Regions from separate parts of the Rattus norvegicus genome. Here region 2 is linked to region 1. A link is a contact called in public Hi-C data. All regions are on one chromosome and are shown on one strand. The core of a region is the stretch at or near the end of the contact, and the rest is flanking DNA. Distances in the headings are between cores, read along the strand shown. Region 1 overlaps Celf4 (CUGBP, Elav-like family member 4). Region 2 overlaps Celf4 (CUGBP, Elav-like family member 4).

Region 1 (5,649 bases), core at 1,105-3,604:
TGAAAGAGAGGAAGAGAGAAAAATCAGATAAGCGATGATCTTGGGGGAAAGGTCTTGGCTTCAGAGGAAGCCCAGAGTGTCAGGAGAAACATGATTAGTCTTTAGGCCACTATCCCTAAAAGAGACCAATAAAAGACAGAGTTAAAATATGCTTAGTATCTGCTGCAAATTCAGAGGGTAGATTTCAAAATTCTGTGTTCAGGACAAAGAGTTAGAAACAGTTTGTTAGAAAAGGTCTTGAGAGCTCCCACGAGCGTGGACGTAAGCTAGTGGGCAGAGGGAAAACCCCAAAAGAGCCTGGCCAGGAGGTGCAGGGTCCTTTATAGGACTTTGACACAGTACTTGCCTCCCTTTTGTGTAGCTGGCGCTACTGCAGCCCCCTAGCCTGTGGGCCAGACGAGGCCTGATAAGACAGGGCTTCTGCACTTCCTCTGCCAACTGGCTTCTTTCGTATGTTAATCTTGTTTCAGTCCGGTCCCGACTCAGCTGTCAGTGTGCCCTCCGTGATCCTCACTGATAATGAAGTCACGTCCCTGGAGAGACCCAGGAAGAGTAGGGATCTTTTCAGTCAGCCTTACGTTCTGGTGGAACAGCTCAGTTCAGATGCTTGTGTGTCCTAACGGTAAAATCTACGCTAAGGGTCTGTAAGGGTCCTGGCTACCTCTCCTGTAACAAAAGACAGAGGAGCTAGGGTGAAGCAAAACACTTCTTTAATCCAAGATTTTTGTGTCTCCAGAAATGAAGGCACAAAGATGACTGGAGAACTGCTTTTATTCTTAGGTTTGCTGGAGAAGGGATAGCCATGTAGACATGGGGTTTCATGACACTAACAGGCTGAGATGAGAAACCCCAGCAAAGGCCATGTGCTGGGCAGGACCTCTGAAATAACAGTCCTCAGGGAGAGGGGAGCCTGGCATGCTCTAGGGGGTCCATGGGTTCTCGTCCCTATGACCCACCTTTAGAATTCTTGTCTTGATAGCTCACCTCAGAAGTAGACAAGAGGCCAGGGATAGGGAGACTGTTTCTGAAGCTTATCCAGTGTCCTTTGGTTCAAAGTACTCAGGAAGTCACATATATTGGAGAATCATTTTCTGGGTGCCAGCACCACAGATTGGCAAGTGTCTATCCAAAGTCTCAAAGTCAGGCTGCACATGCCACTTCAACTACAGGAGCACGGACCTAGAACAAAGCTTCCTACCTCCGTGCTCTGGGCTACCCAGCTGCACAGTGACTGGACCCGTATAAGCCTCAGTTTCCCCCTCTGACCTCACCATGTGGACAATGCCAGTAGTGTCAATCTGGTTGCTTTGTAATGGGCAGGAGCCTGGCTCACAGCAAATGCTCACCCAGCTGTTTTTGATAAGCTGTCACACTGCTAGTGACCTGCTGAGGGCTTTGGCCTCTAGCTACTTCCCGTTCAGCTGTGTGTACACCAGTGCACCATTGGAGTTCTTGGTATTCAGAGTCTCCTGAGGCTCTGTCCATGGCACACGTGACAAGAGCCTCTCACAGAGGTGGTGGCCAGATGGGGAAGAAGCGTTTGTTAAATAACACTCAACAGGACAGACCACTGTGGTTGCAAAGGTGTAACTGATGGCTCTGCTGGGGTCTCAGTGGTCCAGGGTTGCTCAGCTCCACATCAAGACATGACCACTAAATGGCCCTTCCCAAGGACCATAGCCTTCCCATATGCCCAGTTCTTCATGAAGCTTCTGACCTGCTCTGCCTTTGTTTGGTTCTTGAGGTTGCCATCCTTGGCTGGTTTTTTTTTTTCTTTTGGACAAGACTTTTTTGAGCTAATACCATGTAGCAGAATATACCACATCCTGTACCATCTAGGAGAGTGTGGCCTAAAAGTAGTGGAATCAGTGACAGGTACAACTAGAGAGAGGTCTGCCTATTCCTAGCCATGTGTAAAACCACCTCAAGAGCATGTAAACACACACATGGTGGGCCCTAACCCCCCACCCCCGTGTCTCTTCACTCAGCTCTCCCAACCTGTGCTGACAGAAACTGCCACACTGTGCCTCTCACCCACATTGCCTCCTCCCATCACTTCCCGCAATCTGAAATGCATCCAGGCCTTTGTGGTTCTGTGGGCTCCTGCTCAAACCTCAGTTCCTTTAGGCTCCCTCCCTGACACCCTGAACCTCTTCTAAAGATTCCCTCCAGCTCCTATATTTACTTCTGCAGTACTCAGGAGCACCTCAGGCTAAGCAGACACCCTCACAGTGTGACCATGTCAAACAGTGGTAGAGAATGAGGTGGAAAGAGGATGGGTAGAGTGCAGGTTTGGCAATAGCTGGGTCCTTGGGTCCTTTGGGAAGGGCAAGGTATAGAGAATGAAGGCTTGAAGGAGGCTGACCAGGTTACTTTGGGGAGCTCAGGCCAAGGCTATGAGGATTCTGAGGTGATCTTGGGGGCTGTCACGTGCCTAGCATTAAGCGTGTGGGGCTTAGGGGGTCAGTAGAGATCTGGGGCTGCATTAGACCAAAGTCATCAGATAGCTTACCTGGGCTTCAATCTCTGAGCTCACGAACCTGCTGTCTCATGAGTCCCTTTTAGGATTACTGATGGTTTGAACAGGTAGAAGAGGCAGCCACTGCAGGGCTCTGGATGCTCACACGGCTGCCTCTCCCTCTGGAGCACTGCCCCATGTACCTTGGAGTCTGGTTCTCCTCTCCCTCTTTTCTCTGTGCACCGGTGTCCTACTGGGCACCTCTCCCTTGGGCTAGCTCCAAACCCTGCTTGACTCTCCCAGTTCTCTCTCTGCTGCCTCCCAGCCCAGTCTCTCTCTCTCTCTCCCTTCAATTACCATAACATAGAACAAAAGAATATTTTATTATTTGGTGTCTTTATTAAATCAAGCTTTATGCTCTCTATTTTTCACTTTTAAGGTGGACGAGTGCCACACTATATTTTTCTATTAAAAAGGTAAAAAGTCGGCAGAGTAGCTTTGATAGCCCCACAGTGGCTTTGTCCATCGGTCAGTAAATCTGGGATAGAAAAGGAGAAAGTGGGGGCCTTCTCCTGGGCACCTGAGCTGCTGTTTGAAATAGAGATTAAGGGTCTCAGTGAGACAGTGCACTTTTCCCAGGAACCCTGGGAGGCCAGACCTGAGCTAGACCCCTGGCTACCTTAGTCTTTACTGAGGAGACACCGGGCTCAGCACAGACACCTTGTAGAATTCTCAAAGGCCCCCACTCAGGCTCTTGTGCAGTACTCACCAGACTCTGCTTAGTGATGGCCTCCAGCCACTGAAACCCGGGAAGACAGTAGTGGCCAAGGAGCAGAGAAAAGGAGTAGAAGGCTCGCTACCCCCTCCACCAGACAGCCTACACGGACTGTTCTACCCACCCACTTGCAATGTGCCTGTCCAGCCGGGCCTCTATTTTTCAGTTTGCTTCAGCTGTCTGTGTCACGGCACACACACACACACACACACACACACACACATTTCACATTCCCGAACATCTCTTGCATGGTAGACATGACCAGACATCGCACTAGAAGCATCTTCCCATGCCCATTCACATGTGTATAATATATTCAGGCCTGCAGGCAAAGGGCCCCACAGCGTGCTCTCAAAAATGTTCCTGCAAAGTCAGGTGTGCTGGTTCATGCTTTCGAGGTAGGTAGATTACTGTGAGTTCAAGGCCAACCTGGACTACATAGAGTTCTGAGCTAACCAGTGCTTTATGTTAAGGCCGTGCCTGAGAAAGAAAGAAAAAAGGAAGGAAGGAAAGGGACAGACATGCACATATAAACACACTTCTTATACCACTGAGCAGGCACACATTGTCTCTCTCAGACAGCCTTCTGCCCGTCCTCCTACTCCTCCTCGATTTCCTCTACAAACTCTACCCAGACACAATTCAGAGACTTCCAAACCCAAACTGTGTGCATGGACATCTACACACAAGCACAAGAGCACAAGTGCACATGCTCGTGCACACACGCACACACAAACACACTAGCACACACATGACCCACTTCCTAACCCAAGGAGACCTGCTCCTGACAGCTAGGGAAAGAGCTGCTAAGAAGTGAGCTTCTTCCTTCTTGACACATCCTTCCCTACAGGATGAGCCACCAGAGAGGCCTCTGCACTGTTGTCCTGGCCTCCTCCTCACCCACATCCACCGGGATGCTTTGAGCAGCATGGTGGTGCTGAGAGCCTCTGCAGGCAGGTGCATCAGTGAGGAGGAGGAGGAAGAGGAGGAGGAGGAGGAGGAGGAGGAGGAGGAGGTGGAGGGAGAGGAGGGGGAGGGGGAGAGGAAGAGAAGGGAAAGGAGGAGGGAGAGGAGGGGGAGGGGGAGAGGAGGAAGAGGAGGGAGAGGAGGGGGAGGAGGCAGAGGAGGAGGGGGATGGGGGTGGGCAGAGGCCTCCTGGAGAGTGGAACAGGTCCTTTCCCTCCTGGATCCTGCCACAGATCTCTGCTCACCTCAGAGAACATTCAACGTTGAGGCAGGGGGTCAGGGAGCTGGAGTGGGACCATCTCTGAGTTTGTGAGAGAATATACATCTTTATCTCTACCTCAAAATATCAGTGTTTCTTAGTTGATGTTGATATGGAGCCAAGCAGGCGCCTGTGGAAGAACCACCCTAGCCCACGCTCACCGTGTTCTCTCAGGCGCATGACTAAGGCAGTGATGTGCAATGCTCCTACAGTACGGACCTTCCGATGCACATGTCACATGTGCCCTTTGTCTTACAGAGCCCCATTTCTCCTCGGTGTGCAACAACAGCAGAGCAACACTAAGTTTCTTCTCACTCTGCATGACCTTTATTGGCCACTCAACAAGGCTTGGTTCGATGGTCCGTAAATTCGGACAATGGTGATTCTTTGCACAGCTAACAGAAGGGAGCCTGGCTTCTGGCATCCAGCCTGGAATAAAGCAAATGCTTACCCCAGGACTTGTCCCAAGCCTGGAGCCTATATCTTAAGGAAAAATGAAAACCTCATACTGCCGTCTCTGACCTTCTCCTGAGAGACAGTGTCTGGCCTTCACTCTCAGGGTATCATGTCTGCCTGAAGTCTGAGCAGAGTGGAAGACAAGCTAACCACCTCTCCAAGTTCTTATCCCTGCCAACAGCATCACTACATCCACTTTAGAGGCCAACCTGGCGGCTCTTGGTCCTTCTGGAACATAGTTCTGAGACGCTGGCTCATCACCACTGCCAGCTGCCTCTTGCCCTAAGTGGTCCTCCCTGCTCCACATCCCAAGACCACCCTCACCACAAACCCCACTATTGTCAAACCTTGTCCGGTTGCCTCATACCCTCCCATAAGAGCTAGCCTAATTCTCCACCACTGCCCTTAGTGATTGTCCTGTCTAGATTGACTCCGGAGGTTTTCACTCTGATGCCCAACCAAGCTTAGCATTGGTCCCTAAACCCTTCACAAAAGGGCCCTGTCTTAAGCATTCTTATAAGCCTCTGCCTCTGCTAGGTGTCCTGTAGCTTAGTCTTAGACCACTAACCTACACCAACATCCTACAGCACTGATGGGGGTCATTCTGCACTCATGCCCTTCACTGATGACCGGATGTCAGTCATCCTACTCCCACTGCCATGCCGCCATCTTTCCTGGTATTCCTTGGAGCCTTTCACTTCTCAGCCTCCCCACCTACGAAAGGGGAACCTTCTG
Region 2 (5,649 bases), core at 2,124-4,623, 160 kb before region 1:
TCTGAGAACACAAAGAAGCACAAGCGGCATGACCTGTTCACAGCATGGGCTGGGTGTGGAGTCCTGAATGCAGAGGTCGTGAACACAGAATAATGTTTGAAATGAGTCCAAAGGGTGCATAGATCTTGTTCGTGATCTTTGCTGTGCTGTTTTGTTTCCTTTTATGTTTTTTGGTTTTTTACTGAGACAGGTTTTCATTCACAGTGGCATGGAACTCAATATCTCATCCAGAGTGATCTCAAATGTGTGGCAAGTCTCCTGCCTCATACCCCAGTGTGCTGGGATCATAGTCCTGCATCACATCACCCAATTCTAGGATTAAGGATATCTTACAAGTAACAAAATGGAATCTAGTACAATTGGGCTGCTCACCCAGGACTACACAGCTAGTAACAGTCACGAGCCCAGGCACAAAAAAGACACAAAATAAGAAGACATTAGTTCTTGTGCAAATGCACAGTGGACAGCCTCTGAGGGGACCTAAAGTGCAGCAACCTGTCAAACCCTCCCACCTCAGGAGGTCTAGGTGACCTCACAAGGTCCCACCCAGTGCTCACTACAGGCTGCCTGTGTTTCCAGATGTGGCCAGCAGAGGGCACCAGGACCACTGTGCAGCTGGGCCAGGGACTTGACCACCTCAAATTCCACATTCTCATAGCAAACCCCTGACACTCTTGCCTAGTAAGCATGAGGCCCTGGGTTTATAGAACCTGTTCTGGAAAAGAAAGAAGTCTCCTTCAAGGAAGTCTTGTGCCTGACGTGACAAAATGGCTGTGCTTCCTGTGGCTAGCACTCAGGGAAGGAAGAGGGCGGGGACTGCCTATGTGATGCCCAAGAATGGTTGCGAATCCCTAGCAGCCCAGTGGAATACCATATAACCCTCCTGCCAGGCTGCACACTGCAAGCAGGATAGGAGAAACAATCACAAACATTCCCCCCGAGAAGTCCTAGCTCCCACCCCACCCCCAGATGTGTGACAGATAAGTGTTCCCTCTGATGGAGATCAGGCCAGGCATAAGCCTCCCTGCCGTGAAGAGGCACACTTACCTTGGCACTCTGCCCCTTGAATAAAAGGCACAATCCTATCTGAGAAGCCCAGGCCTTTCGTAGTCCAAGGTGAAATTATAGACTGCAAAAGATCTAGTCTGAATTTGTTTTTCTTTTCCCCCACTTCTGAGGACAAGCGTTCTTTTGGGTTGGGTGGTGACAGTTTAGAGATTAAGATGGCTATCAGGCTGTGGTCACGCTAACTGAGGAGACAGGGGGAAGGGGGTAGATGACAGGGTTCCAGAAGATGTCATGGAGGCAAGGGCAAGGCTGGGGGGGGGGGGGCAGGAGCATCACCTGTGTGGGACATGCCAAGTGATGGCCCCACCAGGTCCCATTTGGCCTCAGCTTTTTGTGTGTAGATCTGGTGAAACCCAGTCAGGGTGGGTCACCTCCTCTTTCCCCTGATGGTGGTGAGGGTCACCAGCAAACCCTTCCAGTCTTTGTGTGCAAAAGTATGAATGAAGAAGGCACACTGGCCCAGAGCCTTTCCTGTACCTGGAAAGCCTGCATCTGTATGAAGCAGAGGTGATTTCGGTTGCCAGAGACGGGAAAGTGCAGTAACTGACTGACTGTGAGGGGACCTGCCTAGGTGGGGTTGGGGCTTCTTTCTGTCCTGATACAACACTGTATCTAGCAAGCAACCTCCCAACCTCCCATCTGACGCACAGACCACAAGCTCCGCCTTGCCCACCTCGCATAGGTGTTGTGATGCTCACAACAGACAAGACCATGAAGAAAAGGCCCTCGCAGCACAGACGCCCCAGCAGACCCGGAGCTGGGGAAATGGCTGCTGCCCCATCAGCTGCCTTTGGAAGGGGTGGAGAAGATAGGAAAGTACAAAAGCAAGGCTCGGGGTTGGGGATTTAGCTCAGTGGTAGAGCGCTTGCCTAGCAAGCACAAGGCCCTGGGTTCGGTCCCCAGCTCCGAAAAAAAAAAAAAAAAGAAAGAAAGAAAAAAAAAAAACAAAAGCGAGGCTCTAGGGAAGAAAACGTTTCCATTTGCCCACATTCAACCATCCTCATGTCTGGTCTCAAGGATTCCAAGAGACCACCGGCCCTGCCTCACACCACACCAGCCTGTACAGTGCTCAGTTCTCCCCGGGGAAGCCTGTTTGCCACTCTACCCCTCCCAACACCCCTCCAGAGAACATTCTCCCACCTCCCCCATTGCTGCCACAAACAGCTGTGATTCAGAGTTATTTCCAAGGAAACCAAAAAAAAAAAAAAAAAAAAAAAAAAATCCCAGCATCAGGGTAAATTTCAACAAAGCGGTGGCTCCAGAAGCACAGCCTGCAGGATTCAGCTCTGGGCTCCAGGCTCCATCAACTCCATCCTCCAGGGACAGATGTAGGCAGGACCTATGCACGGGGGCAGCGGCAAGGAGGGGCTCTGGATGATTCCCCAAAGTGGAAATTAAAGTTCTTGATCACATTTGTTGTTTAGCCTCGGGGTCCTTGCAAATACAGGAACAGAGGGGGTGGGGCAAAGTCGGCAGGGACTTTTTTTACCAGGGGGCGATCCTGCTTTCTCCTGTTCCTGGCCAAACTGGCAGCATGACTTCGGCAAGGGGCCTTTCTCCTGGTGGTTGCCCAGAAGTATCCCAGGCTAGTTCAGATTGCACTCTCCCGGACCTAGGAGCTTGCCGTTTCCCTGGAGCTTACAGTGCAGAATTCTCTTAAATAACACCCATGTATATTTTATCTCTGGGTAGCCTCATTTGCATGCATGGCAATATGCACCATGCTGAGTGGTGGGGCTCACTGGCCCACTCCTCAAACCCTCATTGTATGTGAGTATGAGAAGCCGGTTGAAAGCCAGACCTGGGACCTCGCCATGTGGGCTTGGGTTTGCCTGTTGTGCTGGGACGGGGAGTCTTGGTTGGGAAGTCTGTCCTTGCAGCCCCCAGGCAGACAGGGAAGGGAGGCTTCCAAATCTGCTCTGGGTGATGGTGTCAGTCTTATTTTAATCCTGACTGACAAGGAAAACAGCAAATAGACACAAGAAAACCCAACAGGCATGTACTCTCTTCCTTTATTAATACCAGGAGGCTGCTGCTGCCTGCCTGGCATTACATGGGGAGGTTATTCCAATTCTAGAGCCATCACTTGCAAAAGCCTCCTCATTGGTAGAGAGGTTTTTCAGGTTGGTATAACTCAAGGGAGAACCTGCATGAAGGAAGGCAGGCCACCTCTCCCAGGCCACATTCCCAGGACAAGGAGGACTACAGTATAGATGGCTGAAGCCCTTCGGATCTTTTGAGGCCAGATAGTACTGCACAGCCCCAGAACTGCCAGGCTGCAGCCTGGGTGGTGTAACACCCAGCCTCTTGGCCTTGTGAGGCACATCACCTGTTCTCAAAGACTGCAGCCATCCACTGTGTAGGGCAGAGTAGGTAGTGACTCATTCATAGTCAGTCCCCTGCCTCCCCTTCCCTCTCCTCTCCTCTGGCCCTGGAGATGTATTTTGCATCCTTTAAATGATCTTGTTTATTCTATGTGTTGGAATATAGTTATCTGAATATTAATTATGGCGGCTTTCGTGGAGTTCAATGGTTGAATGCAGGAATGGAGAATTCCTCCTTCACTTTCAGCCACCTGCTTTGATTTCTCTGTTTATCTGCTTGACTGAGCCGAAATCAGTTTCTGTAAGTGAAAGTCGGCTGCTTGAGGCAGATGTTAATACTCAGAAATAGTTTACAGGATGCTATTAGCATAAGTAGCAAGAGGCTAACAAACAGAGGTGCGCAGGGCCGATGTCAGTCAGGGTGGTGACAGGGACCGAGAGGTGGTAGCTCACCCCGTGAGCCTGAGCCCTTTCCAGAAGAAGGAGCTCAAGTGCTGGGCACCTTCTATAGGCGTTAGCCCCATCCTCCCCACCCCAGCACCCCTGTATACAACCGGCTGGGGGCCGATGATTAATGACAGCAAGAACTGTAACCAAATTGTAGTGCCATTAGCACCAAGTCACGACTGACAACTAGATACATCATCTCTGAGGCTTCTATCCAGCTAACTAATTTAACTATGTGGATACGGGAAACGTTTCACTGGTGCCGTAAGGCAAATATTTCCAGTTTCTTTGAACAACTTAGGAGCAAAAGAGAGGTGAGGATTCTAGCTGGGTCCTATGGTCAGGGTCAGACCTGTATTCTCTGGAATCATCCCACATATACGCACACAAGTCAGGGCCCAATAAGCATCAAAAATGAGTCCCTGACTCTTGGTCCTCTCGTGTAGACCACAGGTTTCCCTTAGGTTCAAGGACAGTTGGGATGGAGACCTCATCCCCACCCTGAGTTTCTCTGCAGCTCCCCACTCTCTCCAGGAGAGGGACTTGCTGACGAGAGAGGACAAGATACAGGTGTGCCTGGTTCCTCACAGAGCCGCGCCAAAAATAGTGGATGCAAATTGTTATTATCTTCTTTTTGTCATTTCTTTTCTTACAATGGGTTCTATCTGAAACGTGCTGTGTTTGCTCATCAAAGAGCCTTAAAAGGAATCCTTTTAGAGCCGACGCAAGCCTTCTGCTGCATGAATAGTTGCCCTTTAATTCATCTGGTTTATGAGCTGGGGGGCCGGGGGCTGTCCCACAAGTCTGTGTTTTTCAAAGCCAGTCCCTGTGTTATCTGATGATTTGTTCTCCAAGTAGACAAGTCCTGTTCTCAGACCCTCTGCCCTCTGACTACTGGAGAGGCCTCGGCTTGGGGGCGGCTAAAGGACAAAGATGCTAACGCCATAACAGAAGCACTCAATTCCCAAACTTCTCAGATGCCTTACTGGGTAGGCTCTGTGTGGATCAGCAAATCTGGTCCTTTGTCTGGGATAACCAACTCACATCCCAGGGAACTGAGGACAAGCTCCTGGAATAACGTCTGAAAGCAGACATTTAGGAAAACTCAAGGCAAGCCGATGGTGGGAAAGACATAATCCTACATTTGGTTCCTGCATAAGCAAACGCATAGCTCACAGTGAATGCAGTCCTGCACCTGGCGGAAGTGGCAGGGCGTGGCATCTGGACCCACAGAGCCAGCTTGCTGGAAAGCTTTCATTCTAGAAGCGCCCACCCACACCAGTAAACTCTGACAACAGGAATGGCAACAACCCAGATCATTCTGGGAAATTTAACTTCCATGAGCGATGTCCAGATAATGGAGATGGGAAGGAAGGCTTTGGCACAGAGCAGCTCTGGACCCTCTTGCTGGAAAAGGCACTAAATAGATAGTGTCAGGTCACTGGTAATTACCCAAACAGATGAGCATGCTCTCCAGTGTGGACTATGTCCCTTCTGAAGCTCTATCTTCTCTCATTTGCCATGAGTTGGTGGATATGGCATTCATACGCCAGTGGACATAGAAGGCAGGTTTAAATATGTGTAAGCAAAGAGTCGTTGTTTCTTTCTTTTCTGTCAGAAATCAGCACCATACTTAACTTCACTTTTTTTTTATTCTAACTCTCTACCTCATTTTCCAGAAAATAAGAAGTCAGACTGCCAACCCATGTGCTCTTATCTGGTCATCTCTGGTGCCCAGAGGGGTCCATTTCCCATTTTTGCCCTAAAGGATCTTTCTCTTATATGTCTTTCATCATCTAAGAGGCACATT

Evidence for each region. A called contact is a pair of places that touch in the nucleus more often than the background predicts.
Region 2: a Hi-C map of liver shows a contact between it and region 1, with 4 times the contacts expected there. The contact joins two enhancer-like sites. A contact is called at or near these places in 6 of 12 Hi-C or Micro-C datasets (Schwann cells, frontal cortex, kidney and 1 more).

The regions. Positions count from the first base shown.
Region 1 is chr18:17,146,421-17,152,069 of GRCr8, reverse strand. All of the region lies in intron 2 of Celf4 (CUGBP, Elav-like family member 4), which reads left to right. Among named protein-coding and RNA genes, the nearest start is that of Celf4, 190 kb to the left of the region's middle. Within about 2 kb of position 2,354, at least 2 of the 93 cell types and tissues checked have an H3K27ac peak or open chromatin away from gene starts, as enhancers often do.
Region 2 is chr18:17,307,950-17,313,598 of GRCr8, reverse strand. All of the region lies in intron 1 of Celf4 (CUGBP, Elav-like family member 4), which reads left to right. Among named protein-coding and RNA genes, the nearest start is that of Celf4, 29 kb to the left of the region's middle. Within about 2 kb of position 3,373, at least 14 of the 93 cell types and tissues checked have an H3K27ac peak or open chromatin away from gene starts, as enhancers often do.